Linked DNA regions of Zea mays: regions 2 and 3 are each linked to region 1. Evidence: chromatin contacts called from public Hi-C data. All regions are on one chromosome and are shown on one strand. Each heading gives the region's core, a stretch centred on a gene start, on an enhancer-like site or on the middle of the called end of the contact. The rest is flanking DNA. Distances are from core to core; before and after follow the strand shown.

Region 1 (2,700 bases), core at 93-2,592:
GTTTGGTCAGGACGACACAACAAATTCGTGGGTGAACACCATTTTCAACACGCAGAGTCCAGCCGGAGGAGGTGGCTACTCGAACCATCCAGACGATGGATATGATTGATGTGTCGTGATGTTTTTTATGAAACACTTTGCAACACTTGTTTGTGAGACACAATTTCAGTTTGCAACAACCGTCGAACCTATATGTTGATGTTAAATTTGTGAATGTTAATATTTATGTGAGACTATTTGTGATTGTGAATACTTATTAGAATGTGTGTATTTGTGATTGTGAATGTGAATTTGTATATGTGCATGAATCTGTTTTTGTTTTGTAAATGTCAGATTTTTTAAAAAACAGAATTTTGTGTAAATTCTGTAATTTGTTATGTCCGACGGCTTAATGGTAGCCGTCGGACATAACTCTTTTGTTATTTCCGACGGCATTAACTACCGTCGGACATAAGCAATGCTTATCTCCGACGGCCTAGCGGGAGCCGTCGGACTTAATTCAGTGGGACCCACATCCCGACCGGTAAAACGGTTGGGATTTGTTATCTCCGACGGGCATAGGCAGCCGTCGGAGATAACTTATGTCCGACGGCTGCCGTCGGACATAGCACTATTTCCGACGAGTTATCTCCGACGGCTTAAAGCCGTCGGAGATAAGGCTTGACCGTCGGAAATAATCTATTTCCGACGGTTTATTCCTTATGTCCGACGGCTTTGGCCGTCGGACGTTTCTGCGTTTACTGTAGTGCATATAATCTATCTCTCTGTTATAATATAAGATATCAAATATTCCGTCGGTCTCGATCAGGATCCGGACAGTTATAGAGCCTGGTTATCTATGAGGCGCTAGTATACTGTTGAGCTTCATAATCAAACAGGGACCATCGAAATCAATGGCCTGCGATACAATAGCGTGGCTGCTTCCGCTACCAGCTCCAGCGCAATAAATTAACACCAAGAAGAAGTTGGAGGCAGCGGAGGAGGACAAGAAGAGTTGAGCACATTACTCTCACAAGATCCGAAGCCGAACCCAAGGCTAGACCTAGACGGACCGTCAGGCAGGAACGCCCGTGCGATGCCTGCCGTCCAGCGCAGCTACCCCCCACCCCAACCCATGTGGCCATGTCCCGGGCGGCAGGCCCAGGCTCCGTCTGACAAAAAACAAGCCTCGGTGAAGGTAGAGTACCGAGCCTACCTACCCAACCCCAGTCGCGCGACGAAGACAGCCGAGTCCTCTCCTCTGCTCAGCCAGTGGTGCTCGCCCTAGTAGTGTAGTACGTGGCTATTTTACCCACCCCACTCGCCGTGAATACCCTCTCCACCAACACCGAGAGGCACTACCGCAGCAGCGCGGGAGCAGGCCCGGCAGGCATGGGCGTGCTTCGGAGCACGCAGAGCCTTGAGGCGGAGGTGGACGAGCTGCGCGCCGCGCTCCTGGCGGGCGGGTGGCGCCGCTCGGCGGGCCACGCGGACGCTAAGCGCGCTCCCCGGGGTGACGCCGGAGGGGCCGCGGCGCGCGCCGTGTGCGTAACTGGCGGCATCTCCTTCGTCGGGTTCGCCGTCGTCGACCGCCTCCTCCGGCACGGGTACACCGTCCGCCTCGCGCTGGAGACGCAAGGTACCAGCCGTCCCGTCCGTCCTCCCCCACACCAACCTACCCGGCTGCTTCTCTCGCTCGCTCTGAAGCTCTCGCGCGCGCCCCTCGGCCCGGCCCGGCCCCGGTGGCAGGGACGGGGTATACGTGAAAAAAAAAATCCTCGTCCATCTCAGCCCAGAAAGCGATCGCTCTCGTCTGATTGGATGCGAATCGTCCACGACCAGTCGACCGCAAGCGCGGTCACCGGATCAAACAAAGTATGGGTAAGCACGAAGCGGACATGCTCGTTCACGCGGCACCATGCGTCCATGTCCCAACGCCTCGACTTCTCACGTGTTTAGGCAAGCCTGCCTACAAACAGGAAGGAAAAGTATTGGGGTCCCGCTTGTCTCGTTATTACTGTTAGCCCGTTTGTTCTTATCATTCTCTCGCGTTGGGCAAAGGCCGCCGGCCAGGTTTTCATCTGGCTCGTCTCTTCATTCTTTCCCTCGATGATGAGTTGCCTTGCTGACAATGGCCTCTTGCTCCGTTTCAGACGAAGGCTAATAGAACAGAGCCTACCTTTTTCTCTCTTTCCCTTTTATCATTTGTTTGCTAAAAGATTGGATGGTACTCTATTTTGTTTGTTTGTTTTGTGATCAACGCACCCGCTGAAACGACCGAGAGAAACACGAGTACACGACGAAGGACGAAACGAACTTATGATCAACCTAACTTGCACGGCAAAGACGGGAAGCACACGTCCGTCCCCGCCAGAACTTGCGCTTTGACTTTGTAATAAAACTGGTCGTCGTCCTCTAGTGCCAAACATGTAGATGAACAGAGTACTCCAAGTGGTACCGTGGTGAGCCAGTGGCGAGGGTCTAGCTAAGGTTTCTGAAACCTCCCCACCACAGCCTACAACTTTGCTATCGCACGTCGTGGGCTGACAGTGACTCTGTTCTGCCGTGTCGTCCGTCACTAGCGAATCCCCCCGGTCACTCCCAGGTTTCGAGCGTTTCGGTTTATTTGATCTCTAAGTACGTGTCTTGGCGTGCAGAGGACATGGACAAGCTGCGGGAGATGGAGATGTTCGGCGAGGACGGCCGGGATGGGGGGGTGTC
Region 2 (3,021 bases), core at 488-2,987, 280 kb before region 1:
TGTAGCATATTTAGTATCAGTATATAGCATAAAATGGTCATTACGAGTTTTAGTTGCATGTCTGTTTCAGCGATCCTAAATTTACGGAGGAAATAAAGCATTTAAAATAGAAACCGCCACACATATCTTTCCTAAATTTACGCGCATGCAAGGGAACGTGATTGACTCATGCATGCATTTTGTCATAATTTTAGGATCTGTATAATCGCATGCATGTGACTGCCATGTTTTTCGGATCTGCCATAAAAATAGGATCGTAATAACAACCTACTAGAGCTATCAACCTCTCACATTGGCTCGGTATATACGCTTATAATTGAGGGATTTTATGCTCAAAACTTAAGGTTATTACGCTCCAACCCGGATGTGCGTCCACCAGTTAACAACATGCCATATTTTTTACGCAGTGTAACGAATTGCATAAATACCTACACCATGTAGTATAATTTGTATCAGTATATATCATAAACTAGATTTAATGTGTTTTAGCTGCATGGCTGTTGGAGGGATCTTATATTTATGAAGGAAATAAAATATTAAATACGATTTTTTGTTTCTATGCGTGTAATTCATTTCCTTTCATTGCACATTATTTTTATCATAAATTCGTGTGCATGCAGCTGGTAACAGATTTTTACGCAGTATATCGAATTGCATAATTATTAACACAATGTAGCATATTTAGTCTCAGTATATATCATAAAATGGTCCTTACGCGTCTAGCTGCATGGCTGTTGCAGCGATCCTAAATTTATGGAGGAAATAAAGGATTTTAAAAACAGAAACTGCCGCACATATCTTTCCTAAATTTATGCGCATGCATTGGATCGTGTTTGACTCATGCATGCATTCCTTTTTTTGCGCTAACAGACGTGGGGCAGGTGGCGCACCCGACAGCCTGTTTGGGCGCGCTGGTTGAACCAGTTTACAGGGGTGGTCGGCCTGGGCTTCCTTTAACTATTGGAAGCCCAGGGCTCCCGTTATACCTACCCTTATATATATATATATATATATATATATATATATATATATATATATATATATATATATATATATATATATATATATATATATATATATATAGTCATTACATATAATAGGTTGGTTATTTTATTAGCTAAAAGAATGTTGAGCAATTATTGCTAGAGCTATATTCCTGCTCTTATTCTCTTATAACATGTTTTGGAATCTACGCTACAGTCTATATATAGCCGGCTGATAATTAAGAACCCGTTCCTTCTCTTTCTTCTATCATCTTTCTTTCGACTCTCTAAGGAAGAAGGACAAACATGGTATCTATAAAAGATACTCCCTCCGTTTCTTTTTATTTGTCGCTTGATAGTGCAAAATTGCACTATCCAGCGACAAATAAAAAAAACGGAGGGAGTAATATCCAAATACATGACAAAAACCATTTGTTTAAAAAATAAAAGGTCTTATAATTTAAAATATAGGTACTAATCATTTGCATATTGCAATATGATAAAGTTCATCCTCAGAACATATGCATCGCCTGCACTGCACATAGCTAAATTTAGCATGCGTATAAAATCTTTCAGAGAGGTGAACATGGCCAAGTGACGTGTCAGTCACTGCCCCCCCGCGTTGTCTTCCTCGGGAGTTCAAACACATTCAAGTTAGCGCCGGTTTTCCTCCTGCGGCCACCCAGATTTCTCGATGCTCCCTGCATGTTCTCTGTTCCACCACCTCTACCCATCCAAGAAAAGCAAGGCAAGGAAAAACAGCGGGGAAAAAAATTACGGAGGAAAACCGAAAAGGGCACGAGCACATTACGCCGCGGCCGTGTTGTCGCCAAGGCGAGGCGCATTCCGTGTCTCCACGCTGCCTAGCTCGATCGGACCTGCCGGCGGACGGACGGACGGACGTTTACCCATGCCCATGTCTATGTGAGAGGCCCGGCCGCCGCTGCCCCCGTCTCCCCTGCCGATGCGCGTTTGAGATGCCATTATTCCGGCTCGGCTCCTAACCACTCTCCCCGGAACGACGACGATACCGCCGACCGCGCGGCGGCCCTGTGACGCCGCGCGCCCTCATGGCGTCAACCGAGCAACTGGCGTCGTCCCCCGCGGGAGGGCCGCCAGGGCCGAAGGCACGGGCAGCACCGCCTCCGGAATCATCGTCGTCGCCGCCACCCCCGCCGAAGGCTTCCTCGTCGTCTCCTCCGCCGCCGACACCGCCGCCGCCACCGTCGAAGCAGTCGTCCCCGCCTCCCCCGGCCCACAACAGCACGACGTCGCCGAACACACCAGCGACCCCGCCAGAGAAGTCTCCGGCGGCTTCCCCTCCTCCTCCGGCCTCGCCGCCGCCACCAAGCCGGTCCTCTCCTCCTCCTTCGCCGTCTTCGCCGCCCCCGTCGCCACCTCCGCAGTCTTCGCCGCCGCCGCCCGCGGCGTCGACGTCGCAGCAGTCGCCTCCGGCACCGGAACCGACCAAGCCACCGACACCCCCGTCGTCGGAGAAGCCCGGAGCAGCCGCCGGGACGACGGCCTCGTCACCTCCCCCAAATGCGGGACAACCGCCACCGCGCGAGACACCGTCGACGCCACCGGACACCGCCGGTCACCAGCCACCTCCGCCGGCGCCCACGCAAATGCTGCCTCCTCCGATGGCGCTGACGGTGATCATGCCGGGCGGCGTCTCTGGCGGCCCACCTGCAGGCGGCATGTGGAGGTCCCCGCCTGGGCCCCCCGCGGGTGGGGGTGGGTCGGGCAGCAACAGCAACATGAAGAACGAGGCGGTGGTCATCGGGATCTCCGTTGCCGGGCTGGTCCTGGCACTGGCGTCGCTGCTGATAATCGCGTGCGCAACCGGCAAGCAGGGCAACCGGGGGAGGAAGCGGGAGCGGCACGCGTCGCGCAGGCACAGCATCGTGGTGCCGGAACGTCAGTGTGGCGCAGCCGCGGGCGTGGTGTCGGCGGACGTGTACCAGCCGTCGAACGGGCCGGCGCCGTCGCCGTCGCCGAGCGGGACGTCGAGCTCGTACGACCTGTCGGGGGCCAA
Region 3 (2,944 bases), core at 347-2,846, 360 kb before region 1:
CATATATATATTAATATTATATTATACGATCGACATCACTAAACAAGTGTACTTGAACCTTTCTTCTTTCTATTCGAGACTTTTGTATGTGGGATTATGCTAATACCGAAGGCATATTAAAAGTAGCTGCCTCCAGACTAGTACTCTCATCTCATTGGCCGCCTCTCTTTGGAAACAACCCCCTCCCGGCCGGAATATTTCTACTGGAGATGGTTGGCATGCATATGTCAAAAAAATAAAGATGTTCTATATTTAACGTAAACTAATAAATTACCTTAAATTTGATAATTAAATTGGACGGAAAATACCAAAATTTATATATGCCACGTAATCAGATTCACCATGGAGTGTATTTTGATAACATGCCCTTTTTTTTTGCTATTATAAAAAGCTAGCTAGGAGTGACTGACTTCTCAAGATGGGCGGGGTATTATACTATTCCATGATTGGGCAAACCGGCAAAAGTAAGTAGAGCACATGAGACTATATTATACATATTTCTATATGGAATGCCGCATTTGCAGACCTTGTGGTATACTAGTACCTCTCGGTTAGCCTGATCATGGGCCATCCACCCGACAAACCCGACTCGATCTGTCCGAAAAAAATCCGGTCCGACCCAACCAATGCAAGGGTACGGGCCATAATTTTTGACCCATAATAATTCACGGGTTAGGTACAGATCGTGATTTTTGACCCAAAACCTGACCCCACCCGAAAAAAATCCGACCCAAAGCCAAAAAAACCTGACCCAACCGGAAACAAACCGACCCGATCCGACACTAAGCACGGGTCGGGTATGGGTCATGATAAATAGCTCACGATCCGACTTTGACCTGACCCGACCCAAATTTGAACATGTCTACTCTAGGTACACCAGAAGGGTGTCGGGTGCGGTCTCCATACTCTTACTAGTCTGATAACTCTATTTTTCAAAAATGATTTCATTTTCCAATAAAAAATAAACTAATTTCCTCTAAAAAATGAAAATCCATTGGGACATGTATACATGGCACATACGTTTTTTTCTATTGATTGAGGAGTGCAATGAAGCGGCACTACTATAGGTGGCGAGGTGCATTATCGACGTGGAGCTGAAATCCTTGCGTGACACTCGGATTTTGCTTAGTTTCAAGAATATGATATCGTAGTATGCATGGTACGTACGTATACCATCCTCTTAGATAATGTGAGCGACGACTTTTGGTTGCATGGCGTGGAGGCCCATGACCCTCGCGCCCAGCAAGGTCATACATGAGTGTCCGTGCCGACTTATTGTCCCATCCCTGAAGTAAAATTCAGAGAAGGAAGTGTAGTGCTCGGTTTTGAGTTGCTGTATGAGGCGAGAGATCCAGTGGATATAGAGAAGCGACGGACGACACACATATGCATGTTGTACAATGCATGTGAGCCATGCGTACGTTGGTGTACTCCGTACGTACCACGAGGGTGGAGGGGGCGGTGGCGAAGATGACGGTGGTGTTCTTGATGAGCCTGGGGCGGCGGGTACCGGTGAGGCTACCGACGACGCTGGACGAAGCGGAGGCGCGGACGGGAAAGGCGGGCATTCTACAAGCGCGCGCGTTTGTGCTCTGTTCTGCCAACTTATACACAAGGACGCACGCGTGCCAACAAGCAAGACCGTTACAGCCCGTATGCGAGAGCGGCGACGCCGTCGCGCGCCTCGGCTGGGCCGATAGATACGGACCACCCGACGCCTCATCCGCCAGCGTGCCACTCGCTTCACTCACGAGGATGGGCATCCCTCGTCGCGGCCCCCGTGATGGAAATGGGATATGCTCCGTGTGGCGGACTGGTGCCTCAATTTTGTTTGTTTGTCTTTTCTCCATAATTTCAGGTTCATATCTTTTTTTGGTGCTATCTTCGTGTTTGACACTACATTGAGGTTGGCACCACAACCTATAGCTATCTCCTGTACTGGTCTTATCGCTTTAGATAGCGAGAAAAAGGGCAGCCATTTAATATTAATATTATATTATAGGATCGACATCACTAAACAAGTGTACTTGAACCTTTCTAGCTTCTTTCCACTCGAGACTTTTTGTGGGATTATGCTAATACCGAAAGCATATTAAAAGTAGCTGCCTTCAGACTAACACTCTCATCTCATTGCCCGCCTCTCTTTGGAAACAACCCCCTCCCGGCCGGAATATTTCTACCGGAGATGGTTGGCATGCATATGTCAAAAAATAAAGATGTTCTAGATTTAACATAAACTAATAAATTACCTTAAATTTGATAATTAAATTGGACGGAAAATACCAAAATTTATATATGCCACGTAATCAGATTCACCATGGAGTGTATTTTGCATTGATAGCATGCCCTTTTTTTTTTGCTATTATAAAAGCTAGCTGGAATTAAGATAATTGACTTGAAGATAAAGCTAGCTAGGAGTGACTTCTTCTCAAGATGGGCGGAATATTATACTATTCCATGATTGGGGAAAAGCAAGTAGAGCTCATGAGATGATGAGACTATATACTATACATATTTCTATATGGAATGCCGCATTTGCAGACCTCGTGGTATAGTAGTAGTAACTCTTGGTATATATTCCGGAAGGGTGCCGGGTGCCTTTTTTTTCTATTGATTGAGGAGCGCAATGAAGTGACACTACTATAGGTGGCGAGGTGCATTATTAGGGTGGGACTGAAATCCTTGCGTCACACTCGGATTTTTCTTAGTTTCAAGAATATCATGTGCTTTCCCTGTTTTTTTATTTATCGTGTTTTAATTTAAAAATAAACTAGCAATCAACAAATATTTTAAAAATGGAGTTAGTAATACGCATGGTCCATATACCATCCTAGATAATGTGAGGGACGGCTTTTGGTTCCACAGCGTGGAGGCCTGTGACCTCGCGCCCAGCAAGGTCAGACATGCGTGTCTGTACTGTCCCATCTCCGAAGTAAAAGTCAGA

The links. Hi-C and Micro-C count contacts between places; a contact is called where the count stands out from the background.
Region 2: a Hi-C map of bundle sheath shows a contact between it and region 1, with 4 times the contacts expected there. The contact joins the promoter of LOC103637381 here to the promoter of LOC103636116 in region 1. A contact is called at or near these places in 9 of 25 Hi-C or Micro-C datasets (bundle sheath, ear, leaf and 4 more) and 1 of 3 datasets of contacts at active chromatin or transcription factors (leaf).
Region 3: a contact with region 1 is called in a Hi-C map of leaf, with 6 times the contacts expected there. The contact joins the promoter of LOC100382491 here to the promoter of LOC103636116 in region 1. A contact is called at or near these places in 3 of 25 Hi-C or Micro-C datasets (bundle sheath, endosperm and leaf).

The regions. Positions count from the first base shown.
Region 1 is chr8:150,019,044-150,021,743 of Zm-B73-REFERENCE-NAM-5.0, reverse strand. It overlaps LOC103636116 (cinnamoyl-CoA reductase 1), which reads left to right and starts at 1,342. Exons shown (of 5, transcript NM_001301557.1): 1 at 1,342-1,618; 2 at 2,637-2,700. The coding sequence starts at 1,372.
Region 2 is chr8:150,302,689-150,305,709 of Zm-B73-REFERENCE-NAM-5.0, reverse strand. It overlaps LOC103637381 (proline-rich receptor-like protein kinase PERK12), which reads left to right and starts at 1,737. Exons shown (of 7, transcript XM_008659588.4): 1 at 1,737-3,021. The coding sequence starts at 2,054.
Region 3 is chr8:150,378,170-150,381,113 of Zm-B73-REFERENCE-NAM-5.0, reverse strand. It overlaps LOC100382491 (carbonic anhydrase6), which reads right to left and starts at 1,596. Exons shown (of 7, transcript NM_001175228.1): 1 at 1,443-1,596. The coding sequence starts at 1,568.